Linked DNA regions of Astyanax mexicanus: region 2 is linked to region 1. Evidence: chromatin contacts called from public Hi-C data. All regions are on one chromosome and are shown on one strand. Each heading gives the region's core, a stretch centred on a gene start, on an enhancer-like site or on the middle of the called end of the contact. The rest is flanking DNA. Distances are from core to core; before and after follow the strand shown. Region 1 overlaps pde10a (phosphodiesterase 10A). Region 2 holds the start of LOC103039557.

Region 1 (3,802 bases), core at 636-3,135:
TAATGGAATAATTAACGTCTTTTTGCTTTTTTCAGGCCACCAACTAAAGTGGACGTTTCTCAGCCAGTATGAAAGTACTATGAGTCTAAAATCTAATCTAAAATCTAATGCAGTGATTCTTTATTGGTGGGTGGGTCGGGACCCAATAGTGGTTGGCAGAGACATTCTGAAAGGGTAGCGAAAAAAATACTGTATTTACTATATTTTATACTATATTTTAAAAATACATTTTGTACTTTATTATTGTTTTTAATATTGGGGGCAAAAGGAGACAGAGAGTTTTTCACTAGTGTACTTTGAATGCAGATAAGTAAAATATATAATTTGTTTCGTATTTATTTCTTATTTTGATATTTAATTTTATTGTAGTAACTTTTCTACATATATATGTCATGTCTTCCTCAGTTTCTTAATTAAAATTGCTCTTTAATTAAGTTTGCATGCATATTTATGTTAAAATGTGTTTTAAATGTGTAAAGGCATATGTTTTTCTATTTTTCTATTTTTTTATTAGTTTGGTTTGTATTAGATAAAATGTGGGTCCAGGGCTTAGATCAGTTCAGAACCCCTGATCTAAATTCATGAATGAGATAAAAAAATAAAAAAAACCCTTCATATTATTCTCCATAAAGGACTTTGTTTGCAGAAGCTCTACAGTCTGATAGGTGAACACTGTTAAATTGGTCATATTTCTGATCCCGTTCAGCCTTTTCTCGCGATAATAAGCAGCCAGCAGAGCGCAAAGCATCATGGTCAATTTAGTTTGGGAGAAAGAGAGAGAGAGCAGATGAGCCCCTCTGAACACTAGGTGGCGCCAAAATAACGACAAATATTCAGGGAAGGGTCTCTGTAGTATCAGCCACAGTGCGCATGCCTCTCCAGAAGCAACTCTCACTTATTTTCTGTAATAATAATAATAATAATAATAATAATAATAATAATAATAATAATAATAATAATAATAATAAATAGAATACAAAAACGCCTTAAATATACTAAGGCTGTTTTTATTTTATATCAGTTTAGACTAAACAGAAACGTTAACACCATATGGCAAAAAAAAAAAATGCTGTTTTGGCTACTACAAAAAATGTAAAAAGTATCTTTATTCATTACTCTGTATGTAGAAGTATAGATACTAGGGTTTTAATACAATAATTCTGTAGAAATTAAACTCAAGTATCAACTCAATCTTTTTACTCTTTAAGTAAAAGTATATAAGGGGGGGGAAATAAAGCCATTAGGAACAAAAGCTTAGACCACACCCACATAACCCTATAGTGCACTAACAAACTACAAACTAACAAACTAACTAGTGCACAGAATAAACCAATAGGGAGTCCGAATGGTATATGTTTATATTTCTTTACATCCAATCACAATCAGATTGATTCACTCTATCTGGATGGAGAGATTTATCTGGATAGAGGTTTTATTGAACGATAAAAAGCCGGAATGAAAACGAGCTGAAATTAGTAAATAGGAGTAACGAGGCTATTTTTATTCAAATGTAAGGAGAAGAAAGTTCAGATCATTGTGTGAAAAGGTAAAAATAACTGTGTGTGTGTGTGTGTGTGTGTGTGTGTGTGTGTGTGTTTGTGTTTTCTTAGCATGCGTGATCAGAGCTAAGTGTTCAGGACAGGAGAACAGTAGGATCAGTGTGTGTGCGTGTGTGTGTGTGTGTGTCCATGAAAGGTCGTATTGACATGTTCCGAATGAGCATGATGATCTCACTTTGATCACGTTCCTGTATCTTTAGTGTGGGCTGTGTTTTTTTTTTAACGTTTCTCACATTTTAAAAAGGCGTTACAGTGTAGATCATCAAGTTTTGATATGTAAATACTTAAATAAAAAGCAAATTTACTATTTTAAGTGAATCTACTTTTGTTCCTTTATACAAAAAGTTCTCAAATAGATTCAGGTGACTCACAGGTGGGTCTGATCTGCTGAACAGAGGCATTTACAGAAACCTGTGGAGTCCCTGCAGAGCGAGTGCACACTGTCATTACAGCAAAACGGGACATGCTGTACCAAATACTGAAAACAAAAAACTCACACTTTTTCACAATCACATTCTCTTATGTTGTAATTCTAAAAGCTCACCTTCCGCGAAAATCCGATTTTTCTTGTTTTTTGTGGAATACAGTAGGTCTCTCTGAGTTGAATGTGTACACCTGCACATTAAACTGTTTTGCAGCCCCCATTGTCTGCAGGACCTAAGCAAAGAAATCCCCCCTCCCCCCCTCCGAAAAACGGGTGAATTTTGAATTATCTTTCTGCCTACGTAGGCAGAAACTCACAGACCAGCCCACCTTGGCTCGAGAAACTCCCAGAGGCGGAGCTGAAGCGACGCAACAGTTAGGAGGTGGGAGGCAGTGAGCGGCAGAGCGGTGGAGGGGCGTCGCAGTGCTCCTAGCCAATCAGAGGAGAGATATTTGCATGCTGTTTGCATGTATGAATATTCATGAGCAAAGCTGGAATCCGGTCATTTTGGACACACCCCTAAAACAGTCCATTAAAAAAGAGCTATACAGAGACACCTGAGCACTTTTTTTTTACAAAAACGGCTCACATGTCATTCATTCATACTAGAGACCACAACTAGACATTTTAAAATGAAAGAAAAAACGACGGAAGGTGAGCTTTAAGAAAAAAAATAATAATAAAAAATATGAATATAAAAACGTATAAATGTGAACATCAATGCTATTATAATTATAATAATTATAATATGTATAATATTATAATATGTATAATAAGAGACTACAGTTTCTCAGATTTTATAAACAGGTATATAATTAAATTATATAAGTAAAAGGAACATTGTAGTTTTATTCTATAAACTACAAACAACTTTTCTCCCGAATTCCAAAAAACAATATTCACAATGTCATTTAGAGCATTTATTTGCGGAAAATGAGAAATGGCGGAGCTTTCAGACCTCAAATAATGTAAAGAAAAAAGTTCAAAATAGTTAGTTACATTTTTTATTATATCTGACGGTATAATATTATAGAGTAAGGTCTTAGTTGTTCAGGAATGAACAGGTGAAACATCCTCATATTTAAAAAAAAAAAAAGAAATATTTTTTAGACAGAAACCTCCACCTTTCACATGATCTGCAGGAGTTTCAGACCTCTTCTTAAAAACTATACATTGCAAACTATACATTTATATCACTATCAATCTAATATTTTTATATTTTTAAATGACGGTGGATTTATTTGACCTGATCCATACATCATATATATTTTAGCTCTTTAGAGGTTCTTTTTGATATAATTTGTTCATATTCAGCGTTCTCTAAAGCAGATTCACCAGGAGCTCAAGACGTTCCACAGATGCTGAGCACATGCTTTAGGTCTTTTTTCTATTTTTTATTATGTCAATAAATTCATTTGTTGGCATCAACTTTGCTATTTATATTTATCTTGGAAACAGATTTTGATCATTGAAGCAACAAGAGTGTGCTTAAAAGAGTGTGTGTGTTAATGTTTGTGTGTGTGTGTGTGGGGGGGGGGGGGGGGCACAGCACCATTCACCAAATGTCCTCTACAGCAGCTGCCTTTTACTGTATGACAATACTTAATCAAATATGGTAATGAATGCATGTGTGTGTTGTGTGTGTGCTCAGGCTGTGATTGCTGAGTGAGTTCATTTGATGTTTAAACCTGAGAGATTTTACTTTTTTTTTAACGGCATTGCTTATAATATTTAATATTAACATTTTACCTATTGGTGTATTATACATTATTATATATTATATACATTATTTCTAATAACTCTAGTAATCAGTTATGCA
Region 2 (3,802 bases), core at 702-3,201, 91 kb after region 1:
GACCCACTGCATACTGTTGCCCAAAATAAATGAGGAATGTCTTGACTGTAAATATAAGAGCAGTTTTATTATATTTAATTTTATTAAATATTTCTGAAAAATTGTCTCGTGTGGTTTTCGCATTTTACATTTCTGCAGAATTGTTGAGAGTAGTGTGGTTTGTAGTGTTACTCACCAGAGTGTAGACGGATGTGGGATGCCCCTTAGTGGCCGACAGAAAAAACTTTATAATAAAAAGAGCCAAAGAAGGAAACGCACAACTTTAAAGATCCTGTAGACTGCAGTTCTCCTGCTGGATTATCTACCAGAATGTTCTAACTTCATATTTACACAGCTGTTCCTCAACCTCTCTTTATTCTATAGAATTAAACTTTAATTATTATTGTTTTTGTTATTTTACTGTGCCTTTAATACTGTGGTTCTCAGGATTTTATGGTAGTATTTTCCTTGCAGTTTTTTAGGTCAGAATGAGTAAAACATACATATTAATATTTATTGTTTTGTATGCAAGGAAGCATCTGGGAATTAGAAAATATCGAACAACACAAACAACAGCAAATTAAATTTAACTTGATTAGATTACATTATACCACAGTTAGTACCGACCCTGCAGTGTGATTGGCTGAGAGGCGTTCTGTGAGTGCCGTTATCAGCCGGTAATGCACTGCTCTCCATGCATTATTACTCTATAACATGCAGGTAACCTAGCAACGATGCAGCGCTTACAAGCCAAACAGCACAGCAGCTACAAACAGAGCAGCAATGGAACTATTTTAACTGTCAGAGTGTTTATAACCAAATTCACATTTTCTCTTTCTCTTTCAAAAAAACAGTGATAATGGAACTGTGGTATAATCACAATAATACACTCGAGGCTATAACATGTAATATTGGCACTGCTGTGTTGTAGTCGTAGATCAGCACAGCATTGCCAATATAACACATTATAGCACAAACCTAGAGTGCATTTGCTTAATTATAGTACAGGTACATAGCCAGCATCCAACCACATACATTATACAGTGTTATTTACATAATGTAAGAAATAGAGACTAAGAAAAAAAATAATATATATATATATATATATATATATATATATATATATATATATATATATATATATATATATATATATATATATGAGTTATTTATAGCTTACGGTTATTAGAGCAATAGAATAATAACATGTACAGTAGAATAAATACCAAAGAGCATTACTGTACAAAATGATGCAGCAAGAAATACACCTGCACACTTATAGATTATTATTTAAGTTAGATTATTATTTATAAATTCCTTCTATTTAACATTTTATTTGACAGCATTTATTGGATCTACCAGAAAGCAGAGCGGTGAGTTTAATATTTGATTTGGATATTATTTATTAGTAAGAACATAATTATCTACAGCAGTGAGATAAAAGTACAGAAAGTTCAGTAGTGCATTATTGTGATGTAACTGATCCTGAATCAGTTCAGCTTCACAGAGAGAGGTTTAAAACTCCACCCACTATATAATAAGCAGAGTTCCTCACTTCCTTAGCAACCAGTGTTTAGTGTTTAGCGTTTAGTGTTATGGCGGAGCTCTGTCAGATCTACAGGTGAGAACTTTAACCAGCTGCTCAAATATTTTTTGAGTGTGTTCTAGTTGTAGCACTACATTTATGTCTTTTGAGCCCTGTAGTGTTTCTACAGTTTCACAGTTTTAGTAAACTACACACATCCAGCTCTGCTCACAATGACTGGCAACCCTAGTTAAGATGTGTTAAAGGCCTTAAAATGCATTTAATTTGTATTGTGCAATTGTGAGCATAATCCTGCACTGAAAATTGGAAATATAATAGAAAAATATTTCTCCTCCACCAGTCTTACCCACTGCTTTTGGATAACTTTCTACATTTCTCTCTTCTGGTGGGTGCAAAAATTCAAGCAGTTCATTTTGGTGGTTTGATGGCTTTTGATCATCCATCTTCCTCTTGATTATATTCCAGAGGTTTTCAATTTGCTAAAATCAAAGAAACTCATCATTTTCAAATGGGCTCTTATTTTTTTTTTTTTTTTAGAGCTGTATAACTAAGAACACTGAATCTGAACAACACTGAGAAATAGATGTTAGAAAGCACTGAAACATCACATATGTTGATTCTGTGGTATTAAAAGCATGATGTTTATCAGTACAAATGTTTTAATGAATGTTCTGAGCTGCACCGTGTTTAGATCAGTGATTAGTGTGTAAGATCTGAACACTGAGACGCTTTTCTCCACAGTCGTTCCTCTCAATAACCCAACAGCCTCCTGAAATGCAGAGGAGCTCCGGCATCCGGCGGGAGCTGAAGGAGCTGCTGCTGAGTGTGGAGAGAGGAAACAAAGCTGACCTTCACCTCTACACCTCCGGGCATCTGGGGCCCCACAGCTTTAGTCCCCGACCGCTCCACAGCCGAGAACACAAACCCATCTGGGAAAAGTCCAGAAACCCGCAGAAAGAAACCTCTCGCCTCCAGAAGAGCAGAGAAACTGAAGCAGACGTGGAGAAGATGATGCAGGCCTGGAGTAACTTCACCATGGCCACCACGCCTCAGGACCCTGCAGAAGATCTCAGCAGCTCAGATGAGACCACAGGTGTGGGGACGTATAAGAAGAAGAAGAAGAAGAAGAAGAAGAAGGAGGAGGAGGATGTCAGAGAGACAGCAGATCTAGACCTGATCAGCCATAAACGTCTGAACATCAGAGAGACGGTGGAGAGACATGAGCGTAAAATCCAGCAGGTCAGAAACTACAGACTGGGATGTTCAGAAATTACAAATAATAAGAAAAGGTGTTTATTTTGTACATATACTCTGACTTGTTTTATTGCAGATATTAAATTACATTACATTACATTTGGCAGACGCTTTTGTCCAAAGCGACTTATATAGTAAAGTACAAATAGTAATAGAAGTTAAAGGTAAAAACATCTTTATATAGGGCATAAAGGAGGTTAAAGGGAAATAATGGGATAGAGGAGTAAAGGAGGGGAAGAAGGAAATGAGGTTAGAAGTAGTTAATTTGTTAGAGGTGTTAGGAGAGTAAGATATAAATCCATGATACTTTATTTCATTTAATATAATATAAATCCTTATCTGCATTTCAGGCCTGCAACATCTTCTAAAAAAAAGTGTTAAATTAATAAATATATAAATAATGTCTATTTAATTTCAACACGAAAAGCTAATCATGATTTGGTAAAAAAAAAAAAAAAATAAGACAGCAAGTCTTTGTGATGCATCAAGAGCCATGGTATCCAGGGTAATGTCAGCTCAGCATACCACCAAGAAGGACCAACCACATCCAACAGGATTAACTGTGGACGCTGTAAGAGGAAGTTGTCTGAAAGGGATGTTCGGGTGCTATCCAAAAAACATAAAACCACGGCTGATCAAATCACGGCAGAATTCAATGTGCACCTCAACTCTCCTGTTTCCACCAGAACTGTCCGTCACCACAATCAATTATTGGCTCTAAAACCAGGTGTTTCAGTTTCATTGTCCAACCCCTGTACATGCTGGTCAGAGTCCGTAGAAGTGAAGGCCATGTTCTCTAGACCAACTATAGATTAACTGTAGAATAAGAGACAGGTCCAGGTACAGGTCCTGGGCTGGCTGCCTGAGAATGTGCCTAAAGACTTTTTCTGGAATGTGTTAAAGGCCTCAAATGTAGGAATGGAAGCATTTTGCAGGAAAAATTCTTCTTATTTGAGGCTATAAAACCAAAAACTCCAACTCAAGAAACTGATAATAAAACATCTGTTTGGAAGATTCCACAGG

What was found. A called contact is a pair of places that touch in the nucleus more often than the background predicts.
Region 2: a contact with region 1 is called in a Hi-C map of blood, with 3 times the contacts expected there. The contact joins the promoter of LOC103039557 here to the enhancer-like site in region 1. A contact is called at or near these places in 2 of 3 Hi-C or Micro-C datasets (blood and muscle).

What each region holds. Positions count from the first base shown.
Region 1 is chr7:3,723,301-3,727,102 of AstMex3_surface, forward strand. All of the region lies in intron 1 of pde10a (phosphodiesterase 10A), which reads left to right. Among protein-coding and RNA genes, the nearest start is that of pde10a, 9.2 kb to the left of the region's middle. Within about 2 kb of position 1,886, the one cell type or tissue checked has an H3K27ac peak away from gene starts, as active enhancers do.
Region 2 is chr7:3,814,251-3,818,052 of AstMex3_surface, forward strand. It overlaps LOC103039557, which reads left to right and starts at 1,952. Exons shown (of 9, transcript XM_022684634.2): 1 at 1,952-2,764. The coding sequence starts at 2,300. pde10a (phosphodiesterase 10A) reads left to right here. Exons shown (of 22, transcript XM_022685201.2): 22 at 1-104.